Regions from separate parts of the Rattus norvegicus genome. Here region 2 is linked to region 1. The links are chromatin contacts, called in public Hi-C maps. All regions are on one chromosome and are shown on one strand. Each heading gives the region's core, a stretch centred on a gene start, on an enhancer-like site or on the middle of the called end of the contact. The rest is flanking DNA. Distances are from core to core; before and after follow the strand shown.

Region 1 (7,272 bases), core at 3,236-5,735:
CAAAGTCCTCGAAGTACAAGATCCAGCACATTCTAGAGCATAAATGATTAAGCAGTTGTTACAAGGTCTGTTGTGGTGAAAAGCCACTGCCACCCATTATGATGTGGTGAACTTGAACAACTCTCAGAGTTCTGTGTAGAATGGCCTATAAATTTGTGGTCTATAGAAATCCTCATTCTGATCCGGTATATGCTCTGATAAGGGCTCAGAGCCACCTGCCTGGATGCCTGGAGGAAAGCAAGGACCATAAACTAAAGGGAAATCGACTCTTTGTATTGTTCCTTAGTCAAACACACAGTAACAAAGCCAGACTTGTTTCCTTTGCAACCGACTTGAGAATACTAGGGTGCCAGCCTCACTCTTCAGTCAGCGCTAAGGTTAAGCCTTCTACCTATCCATTGTCCTTGTGTGAATTTCCACAGCCACAAGCTATTGGTGGCTTCACACACTAGGAGCTTTGTTATCACTCCCAGACTCTAGGCCCCCATGCCTGATGGCTCACCTGTGTACACAAGCAAGGCATGCAGATCTCCTCCCTTCCCCCACTGCCTCCACTGAGAACAGAGAGAGACTCTCTGGGCCACCTGACCTCTTCAAAGTCCACCCCGTGCCTAGTGTAGGTCACTGATACCCTCCAGTATCCCGCATGGATTCTCCTTCCAAGAGCCATTGCCTAAGATGCCACTATGCATTCCTTTTCTTTCTCCAACCACCTGCTGAGAGAAGCAGCCCTAGGTCCAGATCTACTCCCTTCCAGAATCCCAGGTCTCCTCCAGGGAGCATCCTTTAGAATGCCCACTGTGATCAGATGAGCCACACATGACCATGTTCCTCCCCAAGAACCCACAAACAGGTTTAGACCACAGCAGCCCCTGGAATGAGATACAGTTGAACCACTCCCCTTCATTATCAGGTCCACTATACCTGGAGACTGCGCATAAAGGCTTCCCAAGTCAAACTTTGCAGGTCTCAGCTCTTGGGATCATGATACTCCTGAATTCCTGCAATTTCAACTTTAAGGACAGCTGGGGGAACAATTCAGAGAGGATAGTGGATGGAAAAGCCTCTGCTCCCACCAACAGGGCCAATCTCCTGTCTTTCAGGAACCGAAACTGATCAGCCACTAGACTCACCAGCCATCTTTCCTTTCTTCCTTTATGCCCCGTGCTTGGGGTGACCAGGAGTTCCCAGACACAAAACTTACTGTAGAGCTTCCGAGAACTCCTGGTCCCCACTTTCAGGGTTTGAAGAATACTCGGGACCAGCACAATGACCTCACATTAAGGAAGGTCCCCTTTCCCAAGACTTTCTAGGCTCCCTTAATACTTAAATGCAAAGAGTAATATAGTCAACTAGATTCTCGGTTTCCATTTCTTGGTAACTCCTGGTTCCAGGCTGCGCTCATCTCGGGGAGCAGGCTGCTTAGACAATAAAGAAGATGATACCGGAACACCATACTTCACATATTCATGTTTCATCACTGGCAAGATAGTTAGTTGCACAAGTGTCTCTCACTCAGTGACCCCGTAACCCAGAGAGGCAGCCTTCTGCCTCATTAAGTAATCCCAGGTCCTGGCCACTGTGGGGCTGCAGACAGAGGTAGGTCTATGAGATTAGGTAGCATGGCAGCCTGGCCCTAGAGCACCTGAGGTATCTAGATTCCCTAGACTTCACTCTCAGTTTTTATCTCCTCTTTTTTTTTTCCACTTGCTGCCACACTGTGACCTTGGGACTAAGGGGAGGAAAAAGAATTGAGACTGTGCAGGCGTAGGTCCAGTTCTGGTCAACAAGGTCTCTTGTGCACATTTCTGCCTGAAAACCCAGTGCTTATAGTACTGACCTACTAAGGCAGCTGCCCTGTATTCTGTCCTGATTCTGTCCTTTTCATCCCATAGAGGCACCAGACAAGCTACTGAGAGGTCCAAAAACTTTGGAAATAAAAATTTTAATTCCCTGGGAAGCATACTGGGTTCCTCAGAAGGAGTCACTGACAGGGCCTTTAGTTAACGGCAGTTCTGACTTAGGGAGAATAAGTCTGGAGCTGAGTCAGCCCCTGGGACACCTGACTGGAGGAGATAACAAGGCCAGAACTGAGCTGGCTTCCAAAATTCATCAAGCACTCACCATATATAGAGAAACTTAGCAATCACTCGAAATTCTACTAACGCCACTGCTCTGCCTCTACCAATCATCAGAGGTGACCTAACCCTTCTGGAAAAGTCCCCTAGCCCTGCACAAAAAGGGAATGGTATACACACACACACACACACACACACACACACACACACACACACACGCATGCTGGTAATTTCTGCAGAATAAACATTCTGTGCCTTTGCCTACTATTTGAGTCTGGGGTCTTCCTTCAGCAATTCTTGGACCCTAACACTATCTAACCTTTGCATCAGCCTCCCTATAGCTGAGGTAAACAGGTTTTAAAGAACTCACTATGTTGTCCAGCCAGAAGAAGCGAAGAGTCACATCATTGTGTGTAGCTATTCTGCAGTGTGGTCAGACTTCCTCCTCCAATGACTACAGTGCCACAGGCAAGGTTCTCTGCACTTTACTCCAAGATCTTGTTGCTAAAAAGCTGGCCTTAAAGGTGTGATGAGAGAGAGAGAGAGAGAGAGAGAGAGAGAGAGAGAGAGAGAGAGAGAGAGAGACCAAGCCTGGGAATGAGCTGAGTACATCGACCAGAGATGCCTAAAAAGACCAAAGACTGAGATATGAGTCCAAGCCACAGGAGCGCCTCTCAATTCTTTCACTTAGCCTCATGCTTTGGTGACATTCTTCAGATTCTTTCCTTTTTCTTCTTTCTCTCTTTATACGGGGTCTTACTAGAGAGCCTTGATGACCTTGAACTCACAGAGTGCCAAATGTGTCTGCCTCTGCCTCCTAAGTTCTGGAATTAAAAATAAATCTCGCCACACCTGGCTTTTGAGTTTTCATTCTAAAACATCTTATGACAGGACCAGTCAGGTCACTGCGAGAGGGACCCCAAGTACCTCTTCAGTAGAGACAGCTAAGGGTGGGGAGTGGTCCACCTTGCCTACCTGGAGGTCCTTCACCACAGACCACTGCAGTAGAGCAGTTGCCTGGGATCTTTCAGTCCCTGTGTCTCCTGGTGAAACTGCCCAGCCCCCAGCCTTCCTACCAGGAAAAGAACCTCTCCCCTTCTCCCAAACCAAGTAAACAACCCCCACCTTGCTTTGGATTTTTACACCTTGTAAATGGCCTGCCCTTTGGAACTTTCCATAAGGTCTGGCTCTTGCTGGCTGGAAGTTAGAAGGAGCCAGCACTAGATGGCTTGTCTTAGCCCCAGGTCTAAGGTAAGCATTTGCATGAAAGGTCTCCAAACCCGACCCTTGTGGGGACTCCTGCTTTTTAGGTACATCCAGGGCTTTTCCCTCCCTTAAGCAAGCTACCAGAGGCCTTTGCGCGCTCTGGACTGAGTTAGGGGCCATTGTGAAGGGCCTGGGCTCCCAGTGAGCAAAAGCCCAGCCACAAGCCACCAACACCCTCTAGGGCTTGGACACACAAAACTTGCAGGCCATGGGACAGTTAATTTCTTCAACTGGGCTTGCAGGTCCTCACACACCGCGCCCACTGTACCTTTGGGTACCCTGCCACATCCCAAGTCTCACCCAGTGAGATATTGGGGGAAAGGTGGTCAGCCTTTTCCCCAGTAGACAGCTCGCCCTTGTCAGCCAGACTTGCTGTCCCAGGGCCAGCTCCTCCAAAGTCGGTTCCAGTGAATGCCTAAAGCCAAGGCAGTCGATCCGCATCGTCGCCCCGGGTCACCGCACGGGACCGCTGGAGCACTCCCTCCCCACAGGTGGCGGACAATTCTCGTCTTGCCAAGGTCCCCAGGGCCCAGCAGCGCCGCCTGTATCGGTTCTTGGCATCTCAACCAGTTTCCAGTTTCTCTCCACCTCGGTAGGGACCAAGGAGCGGAAGGAGTTCAGGTAACCAGCCTGACTGCCGAGATTTTTCCGAAACAAAGAGAATTGAAGACGAACCTGTGCCTCTGCGCTCTAGGAAAGGATATCAGCACGCGACGCGAGCTAAGGGCTTGCTCCATCGAAGGACCCCCGCTCCTAGGGACTCTCTTCTCCAAGCCATTAGTCAGGGACCCGCAGGACCACAAGCCAAGCCGCGAATCTACGGAGTCGACTTGGGATCTCTGCCGCGCGACAAGGGATCGGGGTTATCCGGGCCCGGTCCCAGTCCCCAGGACGTACACCCGGGCCGCTCAGTCTCAAGACGGTCGCACACATGTAGCACCTTGGCCTCACCTAACTCACCTGTACCTTAGACTCCCAGCCCCGGCACCGCGGGGCGGACCCGGGTCAACCCCATTTCCTTTTCTGTGCCGGGACCCCGACCTTGTCCGGCGCGCTGCTCACCTGCTGTGCTCCCCGCCCCTCTCCGCCTCCGCCGGGGCTCTCGGTTTCCTTGTCCACTCCAAGTACACGACCTACTCCAGCTCTCGCTTAAATCTCCGGAGGCGGCGTCCCAGGAGCCAGGGTGACACCCCTAAACGCAGGTGCCCGGTCACCTCGGCCAAGAGGAGGGAACAGCCAGGAAAGGCTGTCCGGGGGAAAGAGGAGGAGTTTCCCCGAGGGAAGCCCAGGGAGCGCTCCTCCCCTAGCAGGGAGAGACCAGACCGGACTCGAGGCATTTCCCTGGCAGCGACCCGCCTCTGGAGCAGCCGACCCTTGAGGCTCAGACCCAAGGGAACGCCAGGGTCCCGGTGCGACGGATCTCTGGACTGCACGCGGAAGCCCCAAGGGAACTCTAATCCGGTCCCTTGGAAGTCTGGGAGCTGCTATATTCCCAGCCCCGACAGGCTCTGGGTTGGGGACGCCAAAAGGTCCCAGTTGGGTGCATCCCTTAAGCATAGGTGTTTCAGCTCCGGGTTTAAGGACACTCTCCGGTGAAGCCAGGCTTTCCTACTGAGGAAAATCTCTTGGGTCCGAAGTCCTCAGCCCCCAGCTCCCAGAAACTGTTACTTGTACCGAAGGTGGGGCAGAGGTGAGGTGGCAGAGAAGTTCTCTGCAGTCTTTACAACCTGGTCTTCTACTACTTGACAGACTCCGAGACACTCGGCCAAAATAAGGCTCTAAGAGACCAGAAGCAGCGCTCGCTCTAGCGAGCACCGAGCTGGTGATTTTCGACTAAAGCTGCCCCCTTTTGCATGGGGCAGCTGCAACTACAAAAATAAAACAACAAAATGACAAGGAAAAAAGAAAAAGAAAAACGTCCTCTTTGTAAAGGTGTCTGCACCAGGGAGAGAGCTGCTTGATGGGAACTTTTATCTCCCCAGGGTTTTCCCTCTAGCCCTCCCAGTTTGCTTCCATGGACCCCCCGTAGCTTGCCTTCACAACCACCACAGGAGCAAATCTCTTGTTCTCTGTATTACCTGGTAGAGGGATAAGCCTAGGTCCTCAGACAATCTCACAGTCTCAGATCGATTTTTATATTTTGAGACAAGGTCTTACTGTGTAGTCCCGGCCACCCTGGAGCTTGCATATAGACCTGGTGCTCTATCTCACGAACTGAGATCAAAGTGTTCAGAGCAAGAAGGGCATCAGAGGCTGAGAATTTTATGGAGTTTTGCAGGAGCTCCCTCCATGCCCACATGAATCAAAAATGATTTTTCTTCCGGTGATCTGTTGTGTCATTTTAAAGAATAGATTACCCAAAATGATTCAAGAGCGTTTTCCCACTTTAATAACAGGCACTCGTGAAGTATTATTACCCTAAAACCCTTGTTCCATCTGCATTACACAAAAGTCGACACAAGTTGTTTTAACTGAAAATAATGGCAGAAGAACATTAGGAACATGCTAGTGCACTGTGGCTGCCAGCCCTGGGAGCCTTTCCTGGCTTCCCTGAGATTCTTTCCCCCTCCCACTCTTCCGTGGTCCTTTCTGGAAAGGTGCTCAGCACACATATTTGTAAGGTTACATATGGAAGAGATCAGCCCTAGACTTGGTGAACTTGAAGCAGGATAAAGAGAAAATAAAAGGTAAAGCAGCCCCTTCTTTCAGGGTACAGTGGGTTGAAACCTCTCTCCAGCCAGTCAAGAGCTTCGGCACACTTGACAGAGCTGCAGATGTAACAGTGAGGTTGACAGTCCTTTTATAGGAAGGCGTTTCAAATAAGAATGTGAAAAAAGCAACAGACCACGCTTACGGTCTGAACGTGTGGGGCTGCCTTACTTCTTTCCCAGATGTAAGCCTCACAAACAAAGCTATTAACTTTCGTTTTCTTGTTAAAACATCTTGACTTCTGTTCAACCTCGTGACCAAGAGTTTTACGATATGGGTTGCGGTCCATAGGCACCGCAGAGGCTGACATATCTCGCCTAACTTCCTTGGCAACCCTGAGGTGTAACTCAGAAGTTACTAATATTGTCTATTATGGCTGTTGTAAAAATTCTTAAGCTTGACTCTCTCCGAGAAGCCAAGCCTACTCTTGAGTGCTTTATTGTCCTTTCCTCTAAGTGAGCTCTCTTACTACACCCCTAGCCCCTGTAACACAGTCAGGGTCTCACCTAAACAAAGCTGAGGAACTTACTCTGTAGACCAGGCTGGCCCTGAACTCAGAGATCCACCTATTTCTGTCTCTCTAGTGCTAGGATTAAAGGCACAGACTACCGTGCCTGGGTGTAACCTTGAACTTCTTCCCTTCCCACCTGTACAGACATTCTAGGCATGGTCCCCCATCTTACTCTTTTTCAAAATCTGTTCCTGGGGCTTCCAGAGCTTCATTTTCATCCGCGCTAAGCAAGCAGCCTTCCTAACCACCGCTCTACATTCCCCAGCCCTAAAAACGTCTCTTCATAAAATCTCCCAACTTTACCTCATATTGGCTCATCCTGGGAGTCTTTCCAATGGCAGAGTCAAGACTCCTGGTTTCAGCTGAGTGGAAGTCTCTGAAAAGAACCCAGGGACAGAGAAAGCACTTGCTGCCAAGGCTGAGACCCTGGGGCTTGATTCCTGGAAGCCACATTGTGGAAGGAGAGACCTGACTCCGGAAAGTTGCCCTCTGAATTTCACATGCACACTACAACACACAATCACAAACAACAACAACAACAAATAATAATGATAACAACATCAGGCTGCTGTAGGCTACACCGTGGGGCTGTGTAAATGTGTAACCCGGTCCAGGCCACACTGCCACTGACAGACTGAGTAAATCAGATGGCCCTCATCGGTGCCATCAAGTATAGAGGGGACTTTCCCAGGTGTGTCACTGTTGTCT
Region 2 (7,272 bases), core at 2,408-4,907, 170 kb after region 1:
ATAGAGCCCCTGGGTCATTTTGTTCTAAGATTGCCAGGCCTATTCTCCTGTACCTGTGATCTTCCAAGTGAGAGCCAGCCAGGGAAGATAGCCTTCTCCCCAAAGCCAGGGAACAGGACCCTCCCAAGACACCTGGCCCCAGGAAGAAGAGAAATCAGATGAATAGGGAAGTCACTTGTGAATTATGCTGCGGTCCTCTTAAGTGTCCCTACCTTGGCAAAAAATAAAAATAAAAATTTCTATAAGTGCCCCAGACCTGGTAAGGCCCCACCTTCCCTGAACTGAAATGGAGGGTCACAAGCAGAAGGATAGGGCCTGGGCAGCTGCTGGGGAGCCAAGAGACCCCCAGCCAGCTTAAAGGGTAAACAGCCTGGCTAGTGAAAATGGGACTGACCCACCTATGTGGCTAAAGTGAACCCCTCCCCAACCAGCAAGTAAAGGCCATAAATGACAGCAGCAAGCTACGCAGAAGAGGTACATGTTAGCTGGCCTGGATGTTATTATGGATGACACTACTTCCAGTACCCCTGGGGAAGCACCACAATGGCCCCTCTTTAGAGGTAAAGTTAGCAAGGCTTTGTCATGAGGCCAATAGAGGAAGGCTGTTTCCTCCTGGCAAAGTATGGATGGCTATTTAAAAACAAAAACAAAAACAAAAACAAAAAACAAACAAAAAAAAAAACCCCAAGGTCTCTCTGCATCAATGGTTCTCAACCCCCTCTGGGAGCCACATATCAGATATCCTTCATATCAGATATTTACATAATGAATCATAAGAGCAGCAAAATTACAGTTATGAAGTAGCAACAAAATAATTGTATGGTTGGGGGTCACCACAACATGAGGAACTGTATACTAAAGGGTCGCAGCATTAGGAAGGCAGAGAAACACTGTTCTACCTAGGCCGGATAGTCCTGGAGCTAGACAAGCCTGGCCTCAAACTTATAAAGATTCCCGTGCCCCTGCTTCCTGAGTGCTGGGGTTAAACGGATGGGCCACCATACTGAGCTTATTTACAAGGTAGCAAAGGCAACTCGTCCCTCCCCTCAGAAGCCCGCCAAACATACGGACGGCAAAAGACCCCTAAAAAAGCTTTAACTGCAAGAAACACAATTCACCTAAAGGTGTGTTAAAGAGATGGAGGAAATAACTACCCTCCTAGCGAAATGTATGTGTGATGCCAGGGAAGCCCTAACTTTGGGGAAGCTGCCTGCAGGCCCTCACTGCTAAGCCTGTATGTTTTTCACAGCTTTTCCTTTCTTTCTTCCTGCCACCCTTTTTGGTATACTAGCCAAAACCCTAAGCCTGTTCACTCTAACGCCCTGGGCATCTTTCCACTCTCTCTGTGTCTGAAGTCCTTCTTGAGGTCCACTGTGGAGCCTGCCTGCCCGACCTCTCTCAGAAATGGAACTTTCTCTTTTGTGTCCCCGCTGCTAAGACTGGCTTGTTGGTCCTGTTGTTTTCTCTCAAACCTCAAAAAAAAGTTCCTTGAATTCCAAGTTGAAATCCTCTAATCTCTGAGGTTAGAATCCTGCAAATAAGACTTCCTGTCCTCTGGCTGGGGATGTGGAGGGGCTGCATACAAAGCCCCTAGGAAAATTCTGTTTCTAGTTCGAAAGGTAATGCCTTGCAAAGGCGGCCAAAGGCAGGACTACAGCAACAGCCCAGGTAAAGTCAGCCTCCCTCTCAAGCTTCAGAAGCAACTTGGCTAGCCCGGGGCAACAGGCCCCTCAGGCAGAGCAGAACAAAGTGAATTCCTAAGCATTTCCTGGCCGCAACACTTTGTGACTTCCTAACACCGAAGGGAGCTTAAACACTTAGCTTGTCCTGGGTGGGAGAAGTCAATCCTACGTACAAAAGAGCAAGGGCAGCCCTGACCTGGTGGCCAAGTACTTCCTGCTGGGTGCTGCTGACCTCTACCTGCCTGCTAACATGCCACCACCTGCCTGCTTCAGGCAGGGAAGAAAGACCTTGCAATTAAAGGACAAACAATTCAACACAGGCTCTCTGCAAGTGGGAAAATCCTGCCTTCGACCTGGTCACCCCCACCTTCCCCAAAAGACCTGTAGGACTGTACCACACATTGACTCCAAGGACGCCACCCCTGGGGTGGTTCATATTTACCCTCCTATAATCAAATTCTGTCAAGTGTTTGATGGTGAATAACATTCACTCTGCCTAGAAAAGGATCCCACTAAGTCTCTGAGGGCATAAGAAACACCCACGCACAGGTTTTTGTGGGTGTTGTTTTGTTTTTGTTTTTTTACCTATGAAAAACTGTGGGCTGCTATTCAAAAATGGTTTGGATTTCACCTAAACAACCATAGTGCTAGTTTTCCTCCTGGCCTGAAGGGTCGGGGAGGCTTTACACAGCTTGGTGAGCTGGTAGTGATTTTAGACACTAGTTTCCACTGTACTACAGTTTCTAAGAAAAGCTGGGTGACAGCAAAAGGCAATCAAGCAAGCAAACACAAACACAGGAGAGCTCTGACAGAGTCTCCAGGCTAGAGATGAGGCATAAAGGGAGAAGACAGAGGTCTCATCCGCAAACCATACTCCTTATTGCCACCCAGGCAGCCAGTGACACCACTCCAAAAGTAACGTTGGAATTCGGAGTTCCTGTGGCTTAAGGCTGGTCCTGCAAGCAGCTTGATGGAGTTTAAGAGGTATCTCTGGGTAAAATGCCAACATCACCACCATGTCAGCTTAATTAAAGAATAAGAATGGCATTTAAATCTGCCATTCTAAGGCTCATACATAACCTATCACTACCCCGACGTAAACAGTGAAATCTGGGGAAAATGCTTTGGAAGAACTGCTCAGCACCTCACTTCCAAATTTACTCACAAACCACAATCGCCATAGAGTTTACGGGGGACCGCTCTGAGTCCTTTCCAATCGCTGAAACAATCCGCTAGGAGGGACAAAGAAAGGCCCAAGGTGCCCGGAGTCACCTGCCCAGGGTCAAAGAAAGGCGTTTTCTGGGTCTTGGTTCCCCACCCGAAGTCCCCGAAAACGAAGGTGTGCGGAGGAAAGCGGTGGGCGGAACCAGATCCCAGACCCAAGCGGGACGCGGAGCCCTGTAAGCCGCTTTGCGCCTCGCCTGAACCCAGCCGGTGCTTCCGAACAAAATAATTACGGTCTTACACCAATTTGTGCTCCGACGAAAATTACTAAGTGGAACGGAATCTAACTCATTCACAAAGCGCGGAACCCCACACGGCAATTTCTCTAAGCCCGGCGCGGACCGCAGCGTTTGGTGGGGTCTTGGACGAGCCCGACGCACCTCGCAGGGCTCAGGGCCACCGCTCCGGATCCCAGAAGCTCTGGAGCTGCGAGGGATCCGTGGCCTGAGTGCCTCAAACTCTCTTTCCCGGCGCCTCACATAGCGCAGAGCCCCCATCCCACCCGGCCCCGCCCGGAAGCTGACCTGTCGTCGACGTGCAGACTGGGCGAGCACTTGATCGCGAGCCATGTCTTCCAGTGCACGTGGCGCACCTTGTACACCTGTCCGAAGCCGCCCGAGCCCACCTTCTCCCAGCCTGCGAATTCGCCCGCATCGAAGGTGCGCAACAGCCCCAGCGCCCACCGGCCCCGGCCCTCGCCCTCCATCGCGTGCGTATTGCCGCAGCCTGGCTCAACCGTGACCGCCCAGGTGCTCAGGTGCGCGCCCCGCCCGTTGACGTCACTTCCGACGCTATCCCTATTCGCCAGCCGGCCCGCCCCCCCCCCCCCCGACGCCTTCAAGGGAGCGGCAGTGGGTTAGAGTCCTGTGCCCGGTGATGCGGAACCTTCACCAGGGGATCCGTGGAAGCCCTGCGCTCCCTAGGGCATGCGCTGTGACTGGGCAACTTTTCACAGCAGTTGTAGTTAAGTGCCTAGTTCACTTCTCACACTGCTGCCACTCTGCAAAACACAGCAAAGTATAATCTCCAACTGGATGTGAACTTAAGATCCAATCAATCTCCTGGCTTGATCAGGTTTCCCCGGTTATGCGCATCTTCGTTTGCGGACGTTAAATCCTACACAATGCTATCGTCTGGGTCAGTTCGTGTACCCCACACCAGTGGAAAAACAGAACATTCTGTGCCCTCCTGGGAGCCTTTTGCAACTGCGCTCTTAGGTCCTGGCCATCGCTAGTCTTTTTTCTCCCTCACCTCCCCCTGCTGAAAACATTTGTTTATATTAGAGAGTTATATAGTATTCAACCTTTGGGACTGGTTTTCCACTCCTCTTGCGTCTTGTTTTTTCACCGAGCTCCTCATAGGAGGTAACTGGTTCTTTAAAATTCAATCACCCCTGCCCTATAGCTCAAGCCTGTAAATCATAGTTCTGAGGAAACTGAAGCAGGGGGAGTCACCTCAAATTTGAGATCAGCCTGGGCTTCAGTGTGAGACCTTGGTTTAAAAGCAAATATCCCTTCATTATGGAAAACAGTGACCTTTTAAAGGTAAACAGATGGCTGGAAAAGGAAGGATAATCGACCTGTTCACCTTTGGGAAATTTCAGCTTTAGGAAGAGAGCCCGGGTGAGAGGTGAAAGTGCCTGCTGGTGAGCTCTCCACTTTCACAGTGGAAACACTTGGGTCCACTGTGCTAAAGAGCCAGCTATTCCTCACCAAGCCAGATGAAAATTGGGAGAAGGGGAGCGGGCGATATGAGGACAGTAATGCTGGAGAACCTCTCTCCTGAGGGGTAGACCATTTCAAGTCATATCCTGTAACTGAGCCTTCTCCCCTGAGCCTCATCTCCCAGCTGGCTTCCCAGTGAAGGGGTCCACAGTCCCATCCCCACATGCTTACTTGGGGTTGGAGTTGGGGTTGGGGTTGGGGTTGGGGTTGGGGTTGGGGTTGGGGTTGAGGTTGGGGGTAGGGGTTTCCTAGGAGCCATAGCCACCACCTTCCTTTTCCACATAATTCGAGACCAAGGCAGCAGATGGCTATTTTAAACTCATCTGTAGTGAATAGACCTAACGTATAAGCTACCCCTTTAAGAATAATTGGGGCTTTTCAATGTATAAATATAACTTGAAAGTAAACATAGTCATTATTTTGGTAAGGAAAATAATTGACTAGAAAATGAGTCATGGCACCCATTTCCGGGGTACAGCTCCAGATATCTTTCTGTTCACGTTTCTAGTCTCACCCCGCCTGCTCCACACCAAGGAGGAAGGGGGTGACTAACAGCCCATAGTAGTCAAGTAATAAAACACTCCAATTTCATTTATTTAATCATCCATATGCTTCACTCAACAAATATTTATGGAGTGTCTGCTGCAGCCTCCGTATGGAAACTGGAGCCCAGGAAGAACAAAACAGACAGCTCACTTAGGGACCCAAGTCACAGCACTGAACTGGCTTCTCTTTTTTTCTGAGATGTCGCTTGGCTTAGCCTGCCACAGTGCATAAGCCTTGGAAGGTTTTTTGCAGATGAGCTGGAGGCTTGCTTATCAACTAGGAACCTGGGGCGGGTGGGGGTGCTGCTCACACATTCAAGTCCCCTCACCTTCCTAATGCTTATCCTACCCTTCAATTGTAAGAATGCCAAAGTTGGGATTCTACCTACACCAAACCCAGCGGTTAACCTAAGTGGTGATGCTTCTCAGTTCTCAAAGTGAACTCTTCTCCATCTGGCCCATTTATTACTATGCCCAAACCAAGGGGGTTGGCAGAGGACCCTGAACAGGACAGGGCAATTACCTGTGGCATCTTCACTGGGAGAGCACAGTTAAGCCTTGCAGGCCCAGGGCAAGAACTCAGGGCAAGTAGAGCCAAGAACTCTGGGTTTGTGGCTGCTCCACCTGGGATAGGGTCCCAAAGACTGTGACTTCAAGAGACTGAGGATTTCCCCCAGATGCTCAGATGTGGGAGGATAGCACCTACTCCAGGCTAGTCCTACATGCAGCCCTGCAATGATAATTTGAAAGCCAACCCTACCTGACAACCGCTAAACAATGGTAGTTACTTCCTACTCCCGGTGTGTATCTGGGCCAAGGGGGTTTAAAGGGTTATTTTCAAGTTAGCGGACTTCTGGATCCCTAGAGCAATCACAGCTCTGGGATGGAGTTAAGCCCAGGAGTGTGGAGCTAAAGAAGCCTGAAGCCTGAAGCCTGCCCTCCCCACTCCACCCCACCCCACCCACTTACCCCTCACCCCAGCTTCTTTCCTGCCAAAACTTGAAACTTACCAATTGTCTTTGAGTGGTGTTTTTAAAAGAATCTAGCCTGATCTTGATAGGGATTCTGCCTGCCTTAATTCTAAAGACCTCGCTTGGGTGAGGCCTGGGGTAGGTGTCTAGCAGCCCCCTGGGCAAAGGGCTGAACATACCCTCCTTTGACTCCCCACTGCTTGTCAAGCGAATACTTTCTGTTTACAGAAACACTCCTCTCTCAGAGACTCCACCCCCTTTGGCCCCTGATCCCCCACCACTCCCATCAGTCTTTCCCACGCTCTTCTGGAGAACTTTCATTCATTCCCTGCCCCAGAGATTCAACCCCAGGATGAGAGCCTGGCAGACAGTCCCAGGGGGTGGTGTGAAGCTATAGCCATATTGGCAATGACCGGCCTCTCTATTTCCTCCACACACAAGTTTCTGTGGCCTTAAAGTCCTCATTTGAAGGCTGGTGTGTGTGTGTCTGTGTCTGTGTGTGTGTGTGTGTGTTTGTGTGTGTGTGTGTGTGTGTGTGTGTGTGTAGCTCAGCACATGAATGGAGTTCTAGATCTGCATAAACCAATCCCAGCATTCTGTAAGATCAGATGCTCATCCTTAGCTACATAACAAGCCTGTGGCCAACCCAGGCTATGTGAGACGGTCCCCCAAAACAAAACAAAGCTTCCAAGAACCTTTTCAAGTAGACTGGCTCAGGCTGGAGAGAAGGCTCAGTGGTTAAGAGCACTGACTGCTCTTCCAGAGGTCCTGAGTTCAATTCCCAGCAACCACATGGTGGCTCACAACCATCTGTAATGGATCTGACGCCCTCTTCTGGTGTGTCTGAAGACAGCGAGAGTGTACTCATATAAATAAAAATTAATAAAAAGAATTTTTTAAAAGGTAAACTGGCTCACCTCCTTGGAGCCAGTGGAATTGGGGTTAGAGCCTCCCTAGAGCACCCTGAAGCCTTTGATTTTAGCTAGCTCCTCAAGGGAGCCCTGTTTGAGGACCCCCTGATGCCCAGGAGCTACCATACCAGACTCACTCTATCGGAGACACCAATCCTGGTCACTTTTATCTAGTGTTTCCAGACCCAAAGCGTTACCTGATGGTCTCATTTATT

The links. A called contact is a pair of places that touch in the nucleus more often than the background predicts.
Region 2: a Hi-C map of kidney shows a contact between it and region 1, with 2.0 times the contacts expected there. The contact joins the promoter of Ripk4 here to the promoter of Tmprss2 in region 1. A contact is called at or near these places in 4 of 12 Hi-C or Micro-C datasets (kidney, liver and mammary epithelial cells).

Annotation. Positions count from the first base shown.
Region 1 is chr11:50,438,629-50,445,900 of GRCr8, forward strand. It overlaps Tmprss2 (transmembrane serine protease 2), which reads right to left and starts at 4,486. Exons shown (of 14, transcript NM_130424.3): 1 at 4,407-4,486.
Region 2 is chr11:50,610,512-50,617,783 of GRCr8, forward strand. It overlaps Ripk4 (receptor-interacting serine-threonine kinase 4), which reads right to left and starts at 3,658. Exons shown (of 8, transcript NM_001107103.1): 1 at 3,431-3,658. The coding sequence starts at 3,612.